Linked DNA regions of Mus musculus: region 1 is linked to region 2. A link is a contact called in public promoter capture Hi-C data. All regions are on one chromosome and are shown on one strand. Each heading gives the region's core, a stretch centred on a gene start, on an enhancer-like site or on the middle of the called end of the contact. The rest is flanking DNA. Distances are from core to core; before and after follow the strand shown.

What was found. Capture Hi-C pulls out chosen DNA fragments and counts their contacts.
Region 1: a contact with region 2 is called in a promoter capture Hi-C map of adipose tissue. The contact joins two enhancer-like sites. A contact is called at or near these places in 2 of 484 Hi-C or Micro-C datasets (CD4 T cells and nephron progenitors), 1 of 115 datasets of contacts at active chromatin or transcription factors (CD8 T cells) and 2 of 9 other capture datasets (adipose tissue and liver).

What each region holds. Positions count from the first base shown.
Region 1 is chr7:84,748,742-84,752,315 of GRCm38.p6, forward strand. The region is part of intron 2 of 2610206C17Rik (RIKEN cDNA 2610206C17 gene); the gene reads left to right. Among named protein-coding and RNA genes, the nearest start is that of Zfand6, 61 kb to the left of the region's middle. Within about 2 kb of position 1,465, at least 97 of the 459 cell types and tissues checked have an H3K27ac peak or open chromatin away from gene starts, as enhancers often do. A contact at or near this core is called in adipose tissue, where this site is marked.
Region 2 is chr7:84,630,472-84,634,425 of GRCm38.p6, forward strand. It overlaps Zfand6 (zinc finger, AN1-type domain 6), which reads right to left. Exons shown (of 7, transcript NM_001360578.1): 2 at 3,768-3,938; 3 at 3,414-3,522; 4 at 2,185-2,285. The coding sequence starts at 3,921. Among named protein-coding and RNA genes, the nearest start is that of Fah, 27 kb to the left of the region's middle. Within about 2 kb of position 1,575, at least 11 of the 459 cell types and tissues checked have an H3K27ac peak or open chromatin away from gene starts, as enhancers often do. A contact at or near this core is called in adipose tissue, where this site is marked.

The DNA of each region.
Region 1 (3,574 bases), core at 215-2,714, 120 kb after region 2:
ATTATTTGACTGGTTCCTAGTGTCATCCTGGTGTGTGCTCAAACAGGGAACTCTCTTTTGCTTTGGCATCCAGAAAGTTCCAGGCCTCTAAGGGAAGATATCAAGATGTTCAGATGTGGAGTAGAACACGGGAAAAGAAAACTACTATTCAGCTTTTTATACACTGGCTCATTCACAGGCATGACAAAACAAGTTGCGTGGGGACCCTCTAGGGTTTAGTGGAATGTCTTAGTACCCTTACAAGCTTGGGTTATATCTGCACCTGGCTTTTATAAGAAGTCCTTGGCACTTCTTCATGGTATTGCAGGGTCCACTGTTAGAAGCTTAAAGTCAAAATCTAGGATTTGGGTTAGGACTGTCCAATGCCCATCTACTTACTATCTTTTACCCCCACCCTTCAGGACTGAGTTCAACCTCTTCCAAGACTGCAGGGCCATAAAAAGATTCATGACTCCCTACCTCCAGCCCACACCTTGCCAATGTTCCGGCCCTACTGCCTTGGCTCCCTGGAAAGAATGCATCTCAAGCCGCAGGATCCTTGGCTATCTGGCATTTAACATGTCTCTCTAGTGTTTCTTACCAGAGCCATTGTGTCTCTCACCTACTTACTTCTGAGGTTCCCCATTCACGGACCACTGGTTACTGCGGGCAGACAGATTCTTTTCATGTTCATTTCCCATTCTCCCTCCCTCTCTCACTCTTCCCCACTCCCATCCTCTCTGTCTCCCATTCCCGTCTTTCCACTTTTTTTTTTCCCAGTAGGAAAAAGGATAGTTTATTAAGGAAACAGAAACAAATGAGCTTGGAAATATGCCAGAGGTGAGCTGAGCGAGTCCAGGCGGCTCTTTCTAAAGAATAGACTTGCCTTGCCTCAAGCCCCAGGGCTCACAGGCTGGGGTTTACTGAGCCTTTGAATGACCCTCAGTGACCTGTCCTGCCAGTCTTCCACCCGCTCCCTTTCTGCCTGCTTGTTGATTACATTCTACTCAATTTGAAACAGGGCGTTTTTTTTTCCCCCCAGATTCTGTTTGCTTTCCTCCCTCATCCGTATGCCTGGATCATTTATCCATGCCCGCTTCCAGCCTGGCAAACTCCTACACAAGCTGAAGCGTCAGCTCCCTGTAATCTCCTCCGAGAAGCTTTCCAACTCGCCCAAGGTGTTCCTGGCTATCAGCTAACTTGGCACACGCGGATAGGATTTTCAGGCATTTTCCTGTCTCCTTCACTAGAGGGAGTAATTCAAGGGCTGTACCGTCCCTCCCCAAATTCCAGTGAAAGAGCTCTTTGTGACGGAGGACGTTTGTTGCAGACACAGCCCTCACTGGCCTGCAGGTGTTTCCAGAGAAGAGTTGTCTTCTCTGGATTTTTGTTCCCGACCAAGCATTTGGTGTTGACCTGAAGCATTTCCCAGTCCGGCGTTCAGGAATTCTTACTGAAAAGGACCCTGATCTGAAAAGGTTGCGCTCTTCTAATGCACTTCCACTTGAGAACACGAGATGGCACCCGTGAAGAGGAAGAGCTGTTAGGCTGGCCCTGGACAGTTTCTTTCTTTCTTTCTTTCTTTCTTTCTTTCTTTCTTTCTTTCTTTCTTTCTTTCTTTCTTTCTTTCTTTCTTTCTTTCTTTCTTTCTTTCTTTCTTTCTTTCTTTCTTTCTTTCTTTCTTTCTTTCTTTCTTTCTTTCCTTCCTTCCTTCCTTCCTTCCTTCTTTCTTTCTTTCTTTCTTTCTTTCTTTCTTTCTTTCTTTCTCTCTCTCTTTCTCTCGTTCTCTCTCTCGTTCTTTCTGTCTTTCTTTTTCTTTCTTATCTCTTTCTTTCTCTCTTCCTTTCTCTTTCTTTCTTTCTTTCTCTCTCTTTCCCTTTCTTTCTTTCTTTCTCTCTCTCTTTCTCTCTCTCTCGTTCTTTCTTTCTGTCTTTCTTTTCTCTCTCTTTCTTTCTCCCTTCCTCCTTTCTTTCTCTTTCTTTCTTTCTTTCTCTCTTTCTCTCTCTCTCGTTCTTTCTTTCTGTCTTTCTTTTCTCTCTCTTTCTTTCTCCCTTCCTCCTTTCTTTCTTTCTTTCTTTCTTTCTTTCTTTCTTTCTTTCTTTCTTTCTTTCTTTCTTTTTTCCTTTTCTGGATTAGTCTATATGCAACTAATTTGAGATGATGAACCACAATTTATTCTGACACCTTCCCTTCTCTCTCCCTAAACTCACTTTCTATCCTCTTCCTGTACAAAAGAAAACCTGAGCTATCTAGCTCTAAAGAGTTATTTTTGCTTAAAAGCTAAAATTAAAACTCTGTGCTGTGAAACTTTGCTCTCTAAGCATGGTGTAGTGGCTATTCCTGGTTGTCAACTTGACAATATTTGGAATGAACTACAATCCGGAATTGGAAGGCTCACCAGTGACCCTTATCTGGAGGCTTGGAGATCCTTATCTGGATCTTGGTTTGAAGATCTTGAGCCATAGTGGCTATGGATTCCAGAAGATTGAATCTCCGAGTTTAAGGAACACACCCTTAATCTGGGCTACGCCTTTCATCTGGGATTAAAGGTGTGGTGGAACACACCTTTAATCTGGGCTCCACCTTCTGCTGGAGACAATATAAGGACATTGGAAGAAGGGAGTCTAGCTCTTGCTCTTGCTCCTTCGCCTGCTTGCTGCGTGAGACTGAGTAACTGCTAGATCCTTGGACTTCCATTCACAGCTGCGACTGAATCATTGTTGGGAATTGGGCTGCCGACTGTAAGTCATCAATAAATTCCTTTACTATTTAGAAATTATCCATAAGTTCTGTGACTCTAGAGAACCCTGACTAATACACATGGGTATTGGAGTCTTGCTGTCAGAGCACCTGTGATTATCTACACCAAACATTGGGCCCACTAACCCTTTTTTATGAGGACAAGGAGGTCTTAACAGGACCCTGCCTTTCCCTGAGGATGTATAAACTGGTATAGCCGTAGATAAGTTGTTGGATTCCCTGTAGATCAGTGGTTCTTAGCCTTCCTTACGCTGTGAACCTTCCTCACATTGTGGTGAGCCCATCCATAAAATCACTTTCATTGCTACTTCATAGCTTGCTACTGTTACGAATTGTAATGTAAATATCGAATATCCAAGATATCTGATGTGTATCCTCTGCCTCCAGAGTGTCAAGACTCACAGGTTGAGAACCACTACTGTAGATAATTCCATCACCCTGTAAGTAAACCCAATTAGCTCATTGTCTCACCCATCTAGGCTTGAATGGAATAATTTTTTTGGTCTGTTGTTGGTGCCGTTTGGAATGAGTAGGTATTTGTTCATTCTTCCCTCCAAAGAGTTAATGCTATTTAATAAAAAAAAATATTCTTCACAAAAAAGAGGGGGAAAAACCCCACCTAGAATGTTGGTTCATGACTTTAGTCACAGCACTCAGAAGGCAGAGGCAGGTGAATCTCTGAATCCCATGCCAGTCTGGTCTACAGAGAGTTCCAGGACAGCCAGTGCTACATGGAGAAACCTTGTCTCAAAAAAAACAACCAAACACCACTCCCTCAAAAGAGCCTGAAGTGACTCTGTTTAGCTTTTCTTCTCAGTGTTAAAGGCTGATTGAG
Region 2 (3,954 bases), core at 325-2,824:
ACACATGAAACTCATAAAGAACAAAGACCAAAGTGTGGACACTTTGCCCCTTCTTAGAATTGGGAACAAAACACCCATGGAAGGAGTTACAGAGACAAAGTCTGGTGCTGAGACGAAAGGATGGACCATCTAGAGACTGCCATATCTGGCGATCCATCCCATAATCAGCTTCTAAACACTGTCACCATTGCATACACTAGCAAGATTTTGCTGAAAGGACCCAGATATAGCTGTCTCTTGTGAGACTATGCCCGGGCCTAGCAAACACAGAAGTGGATGCTCACAGTCAGCTATTGAATGGATCACAGGGCCTCCAATGTAGGAGCTAGAGAAAGTAACTAAGGAACTAAAGGGATCTGCAACCCTATAGGTGGAACAATATGAACTAACCAGTACCCCCAGAGCTCGTGCCTCTAGCTCCATATGTAGCAGAAGATGGCCTAGTCGGCCATCAGTGGAAAGAGGCCCATTGGTCATGCAAACTTTATATGCCTCAGTATAGGGGAACGCCAAGGCCAAAAAGTGGGAGTGGATGGGGAAGAGTGTGGGGGACTTTTGGCATAGCATTGGAAATGTAAATGAAATAAATACCTAATTAAAAAAATTTTGCAGCCTTCCTAATATGACATAACTACTTTCTTGGCTAATGCACTCAGGGTAAGCTGAAGGAAACTTTGACGTTCTCCAAACATCAAATTGGTGTAAAGCACCTACGCTGTTGTGTTATTAACTCACCCTCCTTTATCAAACCGTTCAACTCTCAACTGCAACTTTAATCTTTGTTCATTTTGGTCGTCTTATTTTTCTGAGACAAGGTCTCACTATGTAGCCTTTGCCGTCCTGGAACTTGCCATGCAGAACAAACTGGCTTTGAATTCAAAGAAATCAAAGGCATGCACATCACACCCTTTAATTTTTACAAATTCTTTTCACACAGAAATTTAAAATGTGTTCTGTTTAAGACACCCATAACTCTCCTGAGTGAGTGGTATTTTTGTTCTTTTCTTTTCTCTGCTAACCTCCCTCTCAAAACTAATTGCTCCTGGGATATCCCTTTGGTTGTGTCTATGGCCTGAACCTAATCAGGATCAGATGGCTGTTTTCTGTTCCTTTCCCTCCTGCTTTGCTTTCAAACTCTATTCTCACTTTAGCAGTCTATACCAGACCATCTAAAATTCAGGAACAATTCTCATCACTTTCCTTTTACCTATCTACACCTTCCAAATATTTTTTCAAATTTTACATTATCACCTCTGCCTCACTCAACATCATTTTTCTGTAACAGGCTAGAGAGATGGCTCAGCAGTCAGAAGCACATACTGCTCCTGCAGAGGACCCAAGTTCAATACCCAGATCCCACACAAGCAGCTCACAACTGTATACAACTTCAGCTCTTCCGGTCAAGTACTGACAGGGCAAGAAGTAAAGGATATCTATATTATTTAATATAAAATTCAAGGAAAAAGTTGAATATTCCAGATCATCTGTTACCAGAATGCCTACACTATACATGATGCAGACGTCAGTGTGCTGTCTCCTTAAACCATGCCATGGTGTCACACAACCCTGAACTTATCTTTGCACAGTAAGCTCCCTTGGCTGACAGGATAACAGAGCCTAGCAAAGATTATGAAACCTCCTAAATGCCTCCCCATTGCAAGTGCCTTCAGATAAGTTTCTCAGAGTTCTTGGATCATTTGAATCCATGGAACCAGGGTGAGAACATGGGGTGCCGCACTTATGAATGCAAGGAGCTGGATGTGACCACTACTCTGTAGTTCACACGGGGAGAGGAGTGCCTGGGAAGCAGGAAGAAAAGCCTCCCGGATAATCAGTCAAAACCAAAATCAGCAAGCCAGTAGTCCCAGTGCTCGGAGAGGAGAGTTTTGGGATTTAACTGCCTAACACAACAGAACATATAGTATAATACTTCTATTGCTCACTCTAATTACATCAGATTTGAATCTTCTGTTTACTCTGATCTAATTATATACAAGTGGAAAGTAGATCCCAACTATTAAATATTTAAGAATTTAAATATTTGAGAATTTAAAATACTCTTCTCATAACAAAACTAACAAAGCATATACAATAAGCAGGTACTGTTCTAAATACCCACATCTATGCTAGTGCCCGGCCTACAAAACTCAAGTGTTAAACAAACACATGCTATCATTTGCAAACCTTGCAGGTCTTCTGTCTCAGATACTGCTTTGTCCACAGATGTACTGTCCACTTGGGAAGGTGCTACAGATTCTGATAAAAGTGACTGATTTGACACAGGGCTAGAAAAGCAAAAGATATTTTTATTTTTTTAACATAAAGTTTTTTAAAATTACTTTTCTAATTTTAGAGATAGGGGCTTGTTCTGATGCCCAGAATGGTGTTAAACACCTGGGCTCAAGAGAATCTCTTAATTCCTTCAGGTAAGTGCTGCTGGACTCAATATTATTTCAGTTTGAAAAGTTCACCTTCTAAATATCCAAACAAACTAAAAGGACATAGTATACCACTTCCTATAGAAAACAGAGACACTTGTAACCTACCATGATCATAGGGCTGGGAAACCACAGGCTAAGTACGGCCAGAAGTCTATGCTTAGGAAACCAAAGCAACAGCGTGCGTGCGTGCGTTTTAACACATCCCAAATATTACATGAATGCTCTAAATGAAAACTAGCATGATGCAGCCTTGCTTCAGAAATGAAAACAAAGTTGTAAATGAGCATCTATGATGAATTTTTAAAAAGGAAACAGTGTAAAAACGTAATAGCCTAGTTTATAACATAATAAAATGGAAAAAAAGCATTTCCTTCCTTCCTTCCTTCCTTCCTTCCTTCCTTCCTCCCTTGCCCAAGAGGAGCCTTAAATTGTCTGTATAGTTTGCCCTAGCCTTGAATGCCTAGTCTTCTTGCCTCTGTTTCTCAAGTCAGAGATTTTATGGGCATGCACCATGATTTTCAAAGGTTAAACATGTTATTTCTGTATGCATCCCTCTATCTCTAATTTCAGCGCTAAAAGCAAACATATATTATAAAACAGAAAAATTAGTATTGCCCCATGATAAAAACAAAGAATCTGAACCAAGGCTCTTCCGATTCAAGGCACTAATATTTGTAGACCAAGGACTATAGTGTGAAGAACTAACTTTAGAGGGACTTTGGCAGCGATCAGTATGCAGTGTGAAGAATAAAGGAAAAGATGTCTGAAAAGGGGATTGAAGACTTGAAAGAGCTCTCCTTTAACAAAGAACAGTACAAAGCATCTTGTAACTAGTGAGTAGTAAGCAGTCAGATACAATTCTAGGCCAGTAAATCCTGCAGTAGCTTTAAAGCATTCCTTTGTGAAGTGATTAAAAACTATCGTAAGATCAATACTCTTTAGTTTCAGTCATGCTTCAGAAAGTCACCTTACCCTGGCTGCATAGATGAAGACGTAGAATCTAGCGCTGACTGAGCGTCTGGGACACTGCCATCTGCGCACTGTACTGGTAAGGATTCAGACAGACTGCTGACAGAAGCTGCTGTAACACAACCACATTATAGGTTAATATTCTAACATCCTAAGGCCTGGTAAATGCAAAGGAAGATCAATTCCCACAAAACATACTATATAGGTTTCCCTTCTTTAGTATTCCCTACCTTTTTTTTTTTTTTTAATTTTGCTTTAGTGATATGAATGTCTTATGTATGACAGATGTGAAAGGAGGTATTGCATATTTCCCATGTGTCGTCAGAAACACTGCTGGGTTTCAGCTGGATTACTTACCAGGTGGGCTTATTCTACCATTGCTACTGTTCTGTCTTTGAAGATGTTCTTTATAGCATACTGAACACATGCCATTTGTACGAGGGTTTCCATAAAATCCGCAGCCAGTGGAGCAAAGCATAGGTGCTTGGCTGTGATTAGTTTCTTGAGCCATGTTCTTCTGTTGCACACCTGAAATTTGCAAATA